3 separate regions of the Zea mays genome follow, and regions 1 and 2 are each linked to region 3. A link is a contact called in public Hi-C data. All regions are on one chromosome and are shown on one strand. Each heading gives the region's core, a stretch centred on a gene start, on an enhancer-like site or on the middle of the called end of the contact. The rest is flanking DNA. Distances are from core to core; before and after follow the strand shown.

Region 1 (3,981 bases), core at 1,224-3,723, 180 kb after region 3:
AACAGTGAAGAACAGTGCGCGCAGAGTCAGAGGCGCATCAGGTAGTGAACAGGACCTGTCCGGTGCCACAAGAAGACAACGGCGTCAACGGTCAACTGCTCCCGAACCCTAATGATTGGGTGACGTGGCGGCGCACCGGACAGCCTACAGTGCCTGTCCGGTGGTGCACCAGACTGTCCGGTGCGCCCATCGCCATCAGCCTTCCCCAACGGCGATTTGATGGTTGAGGGCTATAAATACCCCCAACCACCACAACTCAAGGCATCCAAGTTTTCTGAAGTTCTCATTCAATACAAGAGTTAGTGCATTCACTCCTAGACATAATTCAAAAGATCAAAACCTCTCCAAGTCCCAAATTCATTCCAACCACCTAGTGACTTGAGAGAGTGTGTTCGTGTTCATTTGCGCTCTTGTTGCTTGGATCGCTTTCTCCCTTCCTCATTCTTGTTCCAAAGTGACTTGTAATCAAAGCAAGAGACACCTAAGTGTGTGATGGTCCTTGCGGGGTCTAAGTGACCCGTTTGATTAAGGAGAAAGCTCATTCGGTCTAAGTGACTATTTGAGAGAGGGGAAGGGTTGAAAGAGACCCGGTCTTTGTGACCACCTCAATGAGGACTAGGTTCTTTAGAACCGAACCTCGGTAAAACAAATCACCGTGTTAATTTGCTTATTTCCATTTGATTTGTTTTCCCCTCTCTCCCGGACTTGATTTAAGTTCTAACGCTAACCTCGGCTTGTAGTGTGTGTTTAAAGTTGTGAATTTCAAATTACGCCTATTCACCCCCCTCTAGGCGACTTTCACCGTCACCAAGAAGATCGAGGCCAGGAACCCCATCTCCACTGGGAGGTGCACGCTGAAGACAATGTAAGTCCTCGATACGGTGCGTTGCACCGACCAAGACGCAGGAGCCACCTTGTCGCTCACTGCCAGGTCCCCCAAAGTGTCAACAAAATATGAGATACCCTCAAAGTTGCTCACGAGGGTATCAAGTCTATAAGGAGGCGAGAATATGGCTTCTTAAAGGTGAACTTGTAGGATCTATGATGTTGGATGATGAATCACCTCAAGAGATTACATAAGATTGAAGAAGATCATTAACAAGATTAGAAGCTATGGAAGCAAGATGTGGATCAAACATGAAATAGTGAAGAGGATGCTACAGACTTTCTCAGTAAAAAAACATGACACTACCTACCTTGATAAGAGAAAGTCCTTACTACAAGAGGATGACACTGAAAGAAGTACTTGGCAAGATTATCAACCATAAGATGATGGAAGAAGAAACCAAGTATGTCAAGTGTTTGTCCAAAGGTGTCGCTACTTTAAAGAATCAAGATGTTGCACTCAAGGGACCAAGAAGAAAAAAAGGCAAGCTAGTTGTTGAAGAATCATCAAGTGAAGATTGCTTAAGTATTGATATGACACTCTTCATTTGAAGCTTAAAGAGACGAAGAACCATAACTATAAGAGCAACAAAAGAAATGATAATTCAAAGTCAAGATCAAGGAAAAACCACTATAACTGTGGCAAGAATGGGCATTTTATTTCAAGTTGCCCTTATGAGAAGACGAAAGACAAAGAAGAAAAGAACGAAGAGAAGAAGAGCTATGTCAAGAATAAAAGTTATTCAAGAAGAGGCATAGCGGTGAAGCTCATATTGGGAAGGAATATGACTCAAATGATGAGAGTTCAGACTCTTCTAAAGAGAAAAGCATTGCAACATTGTCCTTCAACAAGTCATCACTCTTACCCAAGCTCAAGCATACTTGCCTCATGACAAGAGAGGGTTAAAAAGGTAAAAATCCATACCAAGCCACTCTCCTAAATATACATCTTGTAGTGATGATGACGAGTATGCATCTAGTAGTAGCTCTAGTGATGATGATGATGAAACAACTAACAAATCAGCCATGGTATTGAAATGAGATGCAATTCCATTTCTATTGTTTGGATGTCACTGTATTGGAGTTTGGAACTGGGTGATCTAATTCAACGCAATACAGAGGGGTGACACTCTTAATTGGGAGAGAGAGAGTTTCTAGTTATAGTTCAATACCATGGAATTGGCTCTCTGATTCTAAAACTCAATTCCATGTGCAACCAAACAACATAATTCATAAAAGCTTATTCCAATTCCCAATTCTGTGCACCAACATCGACATCCAAACAAGGTATAAAACTTATTTGATTTCGTGCAATGTAGAAGCATATTTGGTAGTGGCTGTAATGGATAGTTTAGGGCTAGTTTGACAACTTTATTTTTTTCATGAGAATCCCATTTTCTCAAGGGAAAATAAACTAATTTCTATGAGAAAATGAAAATCTCTTAGAAAGATGAGGTTACCAAACTAGCCCTTACAAACTCAAAACATCTCTAGAATTAGGGGAGATTGAAAAAAGTGAACTCATTCTACACTAATTTCGGAGGAAATTTGAGTAGCGTACAGCCGACTAAAACCCAAATCTTACGTACCAAAGAGTAATTCGGACTTCGTGAATAGCTGCGGGGGTTAAAATGACTTTCGCAAAATTTCGCTTAGCCAGCCAGCAAACCAGGCCGCTGAAATATAAAGGTGTTCCGCTGCACAAACTAGGGACGTATATGGGCTAAGTGGGCTGTACACGCGGGCAAACGAGATAGAGAAAAAGCCCGTGTTGGGATGGGGTGACGTACGACCCACTCCACCAAAGCACAAGCTCTCGTCGCTTCCTTTCCTTATCTTCTGACTTCTCCATTCCCAATTCCCACTACCGCGGCAGGCAGCTACCCCCTCCCTCTCGTCTCCTCCGCCACCTCTTCTCGCGTCTAGGGTGCGCCCGCCTCGCTGGCGTAGGGTCGGGACGGTTCTGCCGGTGCGAGCTCCACGACCCCTCTGCGGGAGACGAAACAAAGGCGTGGTAATCTCCCCGTTCCCAATTCCCCGTCTCAATATGTGAAGGGTGTCTGTCGGCGCGTCGTGGTTGGGGATTAGGAGTTGCTGGATGGAATTGGTCCCGCCGGCTCATCTCTTGGCTGCCCTGCATGGCGCATCTGCGGGTGCTTTCCTAGTGGGTAGCGCGGATGGCTCTGGCGGGGTCGCTTTTGTTGTGCGTCGCCTAGGCTAAATGTTGCCCACTTGAGAGTTGAGATTCTGCTGATACGATTTAGAGGGCGTCTTGTTGTCTCAACCAGCAACCATATCTCTTGGCTCTGTTTCGTTGAACGGTGGCTGGCGCCTGGCTGGGTGGGTGGGGTTGGGTGTTAATTCGATGTGGGATTCTAAAGCGTGTGCGCCTGGGTCGGCACAGAAAGGATGCATAATCGATTCGAGGAAATATAATATATTCGAGACCTGCAATCGTTTCAGTATGGTAGTTGCTATTGTATTTGATAGTTCCGTGAATCCTTGCCACCTTCAGATTTAGTTGCAAACTCTTTTCTTCCATCTGAATTGCCACCTTCAGATTTAGTTGCAAACTCTTTTCTTCCATTTGACTTGCCACCTTCAGATTTAGTTGCAAGCTCTTTTCTTCCATTTTAATTAGTTTGGTTTGCCGCATCTGCATAGCATTTTGTGATATTTACAGTTTTACTTAGTTCCTTCTGCAAATTTTCAGGGCTTGGTAGATACAGGTCTGGGATTGCCTTTTCCTAGTTCAACATGGAGGGCGCTCTTGTTCAGTCTGCTATTGTTCCAGCCGTTTACAGAAGCAGCTCAGGTCGGTTCCGTGTGCGTGCAAGGGCCAGAACAAATGCTACAATGGTGCGGAATACGCCAACAAGGACTCTTACTCTTGGTGGCTTCCAAGGGCTGCGTCAGACAAACTTTTTGGATACGAGGTCTGTAATTAAGCGTGACTTTGGATCAATCGTGGCAAGCCAGATTGCAAGGCCACGCGGGTCAGCCTCAAGAGGGGTGGTCCGTGCCATGTTTGAGCGCTTCACTGAGAAAGCAATCAAGGTGATTATGCTTGCACAGGAAGAGGCAAGGCGCCTGGGA
Region 2 (4,056 bases), core at 852-3,351, 130 kb after region 3:
CTGATTTACATAAGTATTCCGAAACTTAAAAACTTCTTAAACAAACATCAGACTAGGTACCCTGGGGCCCTCAATTTTACTCATCATCATCAGTTCTACTTGACCTGTAACGCCGAGAGTTTGCCTTCGAGTTTGTATGCATCTGTGGCGTTGACGATAAATTACTGTCATCTTCATCCATCTCGCATTGATCAGGTTCATCAGAGGCACCTGCTACCAATCCAATTACAGATGAGTTGGAATCAATAGCTCTGGGACCGTCATCCACTGCCATGGCATCCACTGACTTTTTGCGAGGGATGAATGTGACTGAGCTAGGAATCTCAACAGCAGTCTCAGAATGTATCCTGTTTTGGTCTGATCTCCCTAACAGATCATGCAGGTCAGCAAGAGCCGTCCTGTTCGAGTCATCATTAGACTCTGGTACATCCAGGGTGTAACGGGTGTACTTTGAAGGGTTCCTTACATAGTCAGGGACACCAGGAGACACAGACAAAGTAGGCGTGCTCTCCTTCCCTGTGACTACTTCCATGGATTGAGGAACCATTGGAGAATCTTCATCACGTTCAAACATATCCGACTCGCGATCCTTAACATTAGCATCAAACCGGACACGTTTCCTTGGTTTCAAATCCGCTTGCTCCTCCTTCCTCTTCAGTATAGGTTTTACATTTACTTCCTCCACAGCTTTCTTTGTCTGAATTCCCACATTCAGGAAGTCCTTCGCTTCAGTGGCATAGTGAGAGTCACCATCTTTAGCAGACCCATCGTCTTCTCTGAGTCTTGCAGATGCTGCCCTCATATCTGCCCGAGGATCCTTCTTAAAACGGTACACCCCTTCAATGGAATCATCAAGGAGGTCAGGGACTATACTGTTGATGCTCATGTTTATACCGTCATCCATTATATCGTGCATGTACACGCGGTCAGCAGCCTCCTCTCTACCAAAGGCCTCTCTGTCATACTTGTCCTCCTCTTCCTGCAATAAACAACTCTTCTAAGATAACAGTCCACTAGAAGCAAACCAACAGTGATAGATATGATGGCTCATAGTGACCGACCATGAAGAAACATTCAAGACAAGTCCAGATAAGTTACTTAAGGTGTTTCCAGGTCAAGCATATATCACATTCAAATGACGATATTTCATTAGTCAATTACTATCATCATTAACTACCACAATAAAAAATTAATCATTAACCAAAAGGAAAATAAAAAAACTGCCATAGATAGAGGGCCTAGTGAACCATTAAATGTAATACATTGGTCCTACTCGCAGTCACCAGAACACATCCAAGAAGACAAATGAAACAGAAATGCCACAACATGGAACTATAGCACAGACCACTAAAAAATGTCCAACAAAATGCTCTGATCGTCTCTGCCTATCCTTTATCCAAATCATGCAGAACCATAGTCAGGAGGCAACAAATCCTAGGTCAAGGAATAGGATGAAGGTCGATAATTGATTCGATCCTAATCTTCACAGCTTAATTCCAGCAAACTGCCAAGCATCAATTATGATATCGAAAGAACAGCTTATGGAGTGGTCAAAACAAACCAAATCAATGACCGAAGACAACTTTGCTCACCTCCCGATCCAGAGTGGGGTCGAGGCCGATGTTAACCCTAACCCCCTCGTCCTCGTCCTGCTCCGTCGCCCTCCCTCTCTCCCCATCCTCCTCCTCGTCTTCATCTAGGTCGTCCAGGTCCCCCTCGAACTCCTCCTGCCTGGACCTGCGCCTCCGGCTGCGGAGGCAACCGTTGGAGTCGTAGAACGAGGAGGCGCAGGGCGTGTCCCCGCGGCCGGCCTCACCCGCTGCCTCTTCCTCCGCGTCGCGGGCCTCTGACGGCTTCGCCCAGCGTTGGCGCTCGACGTCGCCCGCGGCCACGGACCAGGAGGCCGTCGGGAAGGAGGAGTCCGGGACGGCGTCGAAGAGGCGGGACCCGAACAGGCGCTTCACCCGCGCCTCGAACGTCTCTTGGCCGCCGCCGCCCTCGGCCGCCATCGACGACACGGCTTTCCGGAAACTTCTCGAAGGTTCGGCTAGGCTCGGTTCCCTCTGTGGGTGCGCGTGTTGGGTTCCAGGTGGGGTCGGAGGGTTTGGGATTGGGAAACAGTGCGGCTGTGCGGGCGAGGAGAGGGCAATAGGAGAAGACGGAGACGGCGATGGGGATTTCACGGATTCGGGAGTCAGCTGTGATCGGTTTCGGTTGTGGGCTTTACTATGGAGTGGGTACTAGAAGAGTGGGTTGGGCTATCTGAGCTGCGCACGCAGTCCGGCCCGTTCGCAGCTAGAAGTGTAAGAAAGAAATAAAGTACACTAGAGGTTTACGACCTCTGAACCTCGGGCCTATTTATTAGTTCACCTTTTTCTAAGAAGCTTTTTTTAAGAATTTGGTTGTAGAGAGAATCTAAGTATTATGGAGATTACTTGCGGAGAAAGATAAATGATTCATAGAGTTTAGGATATAACGGTTTCCTACTATCGCAGTGACTCGATCGATTCTATGTTCACGTTGATTTCGGACGGTTTTGACTAAATTCATAGAAATGAGCTGAAAAGCTAGACGTTTGACAGTCTGCAGTAGCTTCTAGTGGCTAGAACCTGAAAAAAGCTTAAACAAATAAGGCCTTAGAAAACCGGACAAACAGGTCCTCGAACTTTGTCAGCCATTGCAAACCCATTTAAAGTCGGTTTTACAAAACCGGATGCTGACGTGGCATGCCACCTCGAAGTCGCCTGGGGTCCCCAATTTTACATGTTGTGTCACTTAAGTCCTCTAACTTTCATTGGGTTGCTCTAATGTGGCACGACACGTCAACATCCGGTTTATGTGTTACAAAGGTACATCTTTATCTTTATATTTATCTTCCAATATGCTATCTACACGGCTAGAGTTACTCACTCTAGTGTATATGTGGACTAAATCCTATGTATCTCAACATAAAAACATATTAATCCACCTAAGTTAGCACCCATTCACAAAAAAAAACAAGGACCTTTGAATCTCTCCCTTCTTGGTATTGATGATAATTCTATAAACAAATGAGAACTAAGCAATCGCTCTGTAGGTATTGCATGCCTCTTAAGTCTCGTAGAAGGAGGCGAGAAAGTCGGAGATGAGAGAAATCGCTCTGTAGGTAGAACCATGTCGTCTTCTATGAGTCCAGCGGCCTGCTGGGTCCAAGGTATGTACGTATGGGGCATTAGTGCACCTTTAGAAGGAGCAGCTACCATAGATCATCCCTTGCTTGATCTGTCGAAGGATGAAGAACTAGCCAAAGAGGGTCAGACTTGCACGGACCCCCTTGAACTAAGTGAACGAAAGTCACCATGATAAGAATGTAGTTGGGGAGAACCATGAGAGCTGGATCCCATAGAACTCTAGCACCATCTGAAAGGGAAATAGGGTTAACCTTTTCCCACAATTAATTTTGACGGTTGAATGTCCAACACAAATATATGGACTAACTAGTTTGCATTAGAATATATGTTCTAGAGGTGCAAAAAGGTTCAACACAAACCAATAAAATATTCAAGTTATGGATCAAATTCAAAGGAGCAAAAAGAAACCAAAGTGTGCTTTGGTCTGGCGCACCGGACAGTGTCCGGTGCACCAGGCCCGTACAGGGTTGAACCAGCCACTCTCGGGTTTCAGCAGGCGCGCTCCGCTATAATTCACCGGACTGTCCGGTGTGCCAGCGGAACAACGGCTAATTCGCGTAATGGTCGACTGCAAAAGCCGCTAACAATGAACAGTGAAGAACAATGTGCGCAGAGTCAGAACCGCAGAGTTAGAGGCGCACCGGACAGTGAACAGGACCTGTCCAGTGTGACACCGGACTATCCGGTGCCATAAGAAGACAATGGCGCCAACGGTCAACTGCTCCCGAACCCTAACGGTTGGGTGACGTGGGCCGTGGCGGTGCACCGGACAGCCTACAGTGCCTGTCCGGTGGCGCACCAGACTATCTGGTGCGCCCATCGCCAGCAGCCTTCCCCAACGGCCATTTGGTGATAGAGGGCTATAAATACCCCCCAACCACCACAA
Region 3 (4,143 bases), core at 462-2,961:
AACTGAAGAAACATGAATGTCAAATACCCCAGCTACTACCTCCGTTCTTCATTCACTTGAACATTTAGAGCACGACAATCATTGACCATTAGTATTTCTAAAAATATAACAGAAACTTTGAACAAAACTGTAATGTATAGAAATTTGTCTGATGACAAATCTACTAACATCATTCTCATGTGAACATCCAGATGCTTCGATGTATAGTACAATTCAACCACAATGTGAACTAGATGCTCAGGCACTCACCAGCATGCTCAGGAAAGCAACCCTGCTTCAAAAGTCCAACTTGCCTCTACAAAAGAATTAGGCGTTATGAAACGAATTTGCCTTAGTTCTAGTTCATCATAGTAGTAGGCCATAGACACCAAAACTAAAAAGCTACTTCTTGGCCAGAAAATACATAGGCACGAACCATCATTACCTATGATTTCAGGTTTCAACTAGTGGGAATAGATCTTTGCGGAGGAAACCTCTAAGTTGAAGAACGGATTCAAACAGTAGTTTCACCTCAGGACGCAAGCGAAGCTCGTCAGGGAAGGAGGACGATTCCGACTCCGCCGGAAGAAAATGGGCCGGGGGCATGTAGCGCCTCTGCTCGGTTGGCATCCTGCGGGCGCTGCGCCTCACCCCGGACCTTAAAACACAGAGACAAGTTTCAACGCTCCCGTGAGCTCGGTTCAAACGGATCAGAAATTCAAAGCATAAAGCCATAAACACAGAAACCTTGACGAAGTGCGCGGAAATTTGGGTCCCGAACAAAACCGGGGCCATGGAACACTTGGCAGAAATCTACAGCTTCGGGGTTCAGAATTCCGGGCCAGAAGCGCTCGCTTTTACCGATTAATTAAAAAAACAGTGTACAGAATTCAACTATGGGCTCCAGCAACATTTGGCCGTAGTAAAAGAGCGCAGAAAAAGACCGGGAAATTAATTAACCAATGGACGCCGGCGTGGACAAGCACGAAAAGCACACAAGCAACCTGTGATCGAAATAAAAGCCGGAACCGACCAAAAAAATGGTGCAGGCCGCGCGCATCAAAATACTGAACCCGGATCACGCGATGGAACCAAGATCACGCGAAATTCTCCGTAAGTCAAGCACCGTTTGCTCCCGAAAAAGCTAGTAACGGCTAAGACGAAATTGAAAACCGCATGAGCAGCCTAAAAACATCCAGACGGCAAAAATCACACAGAGAGAGAGAGTGAGTGAGAGAGAGAGAGCGAGCGCGCGACGAAAGTGCGGTCTCACCAGTTGGGCGCCTGAGATCCCCTCGTCGGCGTCACAGTCCGGAGCCCGACGCGTGCACGCAACCTGTGGACGCAGCCGCAAGCTGGGGAAACGGTTCCATGGCGCAGGCCACAACAGCAGCACCTTCACCAGAGTTGAAAGACGCGGAGGCGGGGCCAAAGGGGGGGGGCACTCCAGCCGCGCAGCTTAATGCTTGCAACGGGGAGCCGGACGCTGGCTGCTACCTCCAGTCCAGCTCCAGGCCGGCGCGCACGCCCCCAGCCGGGGCAGACTAGCAACCAAACCCTAGAGATGGAGCGAGAAAGCGCCGCTAAGCCTCGACTCCTCCTCCATTCCCAGTACTACCTCCCTCTCCCGCGCCCCCACAGCTCTCCGCGCGCGCAGTCGTCGGGACAGTTCTCCGGCGAGTTGGTGGTGGTGGTGGCGACAGGCGGAGCGGAGAAGCGAAGCAGAGACGATTACGAAGCGCAAAAAACAGTTTTCAAAGAAAGCACGGAATACTATAATAGCACTAGTATTATAAATATTTGGCGAAATCGGAAACGCGAAACAGCAGGGCGCTTGTCCGTATATATACCGGGCCGGGCCGGGCGGGACCCGCCGGCGGTAGTCTCACCGTGCGGGGGCGGAGGGCCCCGCGGCGGGTAACGGAGCCGCCTGAATGACAGGTGAGGCCACGTGCGGTGGCCCCACGCGTCGGTGAGTGCGGATGGCGTACGGGCGCTGGGGACCCACGTGGCGGACGTCGCGGGAAGCGGCGCTTTGGACGGGAACGGAATTATTGGTGGGACGGGGCGTGACCAGTGAAGAGTCTGTCTGTCTCTGCCTCTGAGTGAGAGCGGACGAGGTGACGTGTGGTTTTGGTCCGTCAGTGCGTCAGCCAGAGGAAAGGATAGCGATGCCACCACGACCACGAGCCGTGGCCCGTGGGCCGTGTCATATGGTACTGCACCGTACATATGGGTCAGTGAATCCAATCGAACGGATCGGGTCCGGCAAGAAGAAGTACGAGTAAAAAAACTCCGTAACGAAAACTGATCATGGTGTCGTGTCTTGGATAAGTACTTCGTGACTCGTGTCTTCCTTGGATTATCTGGAAAACACGTCGAGATGTTTATCTATCAAAAAGACATCAACGAGTCTGCATGGGGGAACTATGCAGTACGTAGGCATCCTTACTTGTTAGCACCAGTAAGTCGCGTGTACGCAAAATGACGCAGTCTGTACCACTTTGTCGCTAGTGCTACTAATGCATTATGCACTAACTAAGACTCCTCACGTCTTAAATTACATTTCAAATTTTATTGTAAAGTCAATTGTGGCTAAATTTATATATTATTATTGTTATACTAAATATATTTTTTAGATCTTTTATTAATTATACATTTATTGAATGGCATATTTTCAATTAAATTTAATATGTTTTAATTCCAAAAAAATAGAATAATCTCTACTATATGTAAGTGGCCACATCGTGGTAAAAAGCGCACCTACTCGAGCGCTCTCGCTACTCCGTCTGAAATTCATGCAAAAAAAAATAGGCGTCGAGGATGTTGCACGCGTGGGTGGGGTTCAAACATAGATCTCGAAGGTGCAAAGCTGGAGCCTTAGGGCCTGTTTGTTTACCCCCCAGATTATATAATCTAGATTAAATAATCCTAAGAGGCAAACAAACAGTCCAGCTTATTTGCCCAGATTATATAATCTAACCCCTTTGATTATGATAATCCATAAGCAAGTGAGGAGGTGCTTATTTCAGATTATTTTTTCCCACTTCCCCACTACCCTTTCAAGTTTCCTAGAAATTACCCACCATTGCCATTATAATCCACCGAATCGTTTTTGCGCCTAGTACTAGTTAATTTGGGGATGAAGAAGGTGACATGAATGTCTTCCATGATAATATTGCTAATGCAATATTTGCCAATGTCAATTGAATTATTTTTTATATATATATGAGTTTCAACCTAGTACAAATATAGAGGGCATTCTTGTCTTCCTCATACAAAAGAATCCTATTAACAATTCAAATAATCTGGGTAAACAAACAGGACTACTCAGATTATATAATCCAGATTATATAATCCTCCAAAAATAATCCAGATTATATAATCCATTGGAGTAAACAAACAGGCCCTTAGCCACATCCTACATCAACACATCTATGTTTCATGAATTGTGATATATATAGAGGATAGATTGTATAAACATATACTAGCAATATCTCTCTCTCTCTCTCTCTCTCTCTCTATATATATATATATATATATATATATATATTCAGTAGTAATAAATGGACAACTAACTAGTTCATAATTTAAAAAGGAAAGGAGTATGCCAGGACGAACAAGCAACCGGGCAGGCCTCCGGGAGCGTGCGAAACTGCCGATGTGTGTCCCCCTGCAGCTCCCTCGCAGACGCATCTTCTCCGGTGCGAAACCGCAGACTCGTCACGTGTGTGTCCGCTGCAGTTCCCGCGCCAAGCGCGTTCGAATGAACAGGGGTACGGAGGGGCAATACCGTCTTTTCGTCCCTCGAGCCGATGACCGATACCGAGCCAGCCAGTCAGCCAACGTCCCGCAAGCCCCACAGGCCCACACACAGGCAGAGAAGAAAGGGGAAAGTGCAAAGCGGTGGGCGTCCCGCTGGGCCCCGCACCCCTATCCTTCCGAGGATAAGCCGGCCCTCGCGTTATCGCGTTCGGTGGTGGGGACGCGTGTCGCCGGGAGGTTCTCGCTCCCGGCCCCCGCCTGGCAGTGGGTTAGGTAGGGTGCGCGGTCGGAGAAAGGCCTGTGCTTTTGCGCGTGTTGCGCCTGCGCCGCGCTAGAGCCTAGAGGTAGATCGCGGGTCCGTTTCGAAGATCCGACACACCACACAGGTACGGGTACGGC

The links. Hi-C and Micro-C count contacts between places; a contact is called where the count stands out from the background.
Region 1: a contact with region 3 is called in a Hi-C map of leaf, with 5 times the contacts expected there. The contact joins the promoter of LOC103641592 here to the promoter of LOC100192762 in region 3. A contact is called at or near these places in 4 of 25 Hi-C or Micro-C datasets (bundle sheath, ear, leaf and 1 more).
Region 2: a contact with region 3 is called in a Hi-C map of bundle sheath, with 2.9 times the contacts expected there. The contact joins the promoter of LOC100382401 here to the promoter of LOC100192762 in region 3. A contact is called at or near these places in 7 of 25 Hi-C or Micro-C datasets (bundle sheath, ear, endosperm and 3 more).

The regions. Positions count from the first base shown.
Region 1 is chr10:113,647,452-113,651,432 of Zm-B73-REFERENCE-NAM-5.0, reverse strand. LOC103641592 (chaperone protein ClpC1, chloroplastic) reads left to right here and starts at 2,473. Exons shown (of 10, transcript XM_008664931.4): 1 at 2,473-2,899; 2 at 3,599-3,981. The coding sequence starts at 3,643.
Region 2 is chr10:113,688,255-113,692,310 of Zm-B73-REFERENCE-NAM-5.0, reverse strand. LOC100382401 reads right to left here and starts at 2,101. Exons shown (of 2, transcript NM_001175146.1): 1 at 1,593-2,101; 2 at 1-979. The coding sequence starts at 2,009. The coding sequence ends at 77.
Region 3 is chr10:113,821,674-113,825,816 of Zm-B73-REFERENCE-NAM-5.0, reverse strand. It overlaps LOC100192762 (Protein MEI2-like 1), which reads right to left and starts at 1,711. Exons shown (of 15, transcript NM_001362654.1): 1 at 1,253-1,711; 2 at 511-637; 3 at 250-295. The coding sequence starts at 609.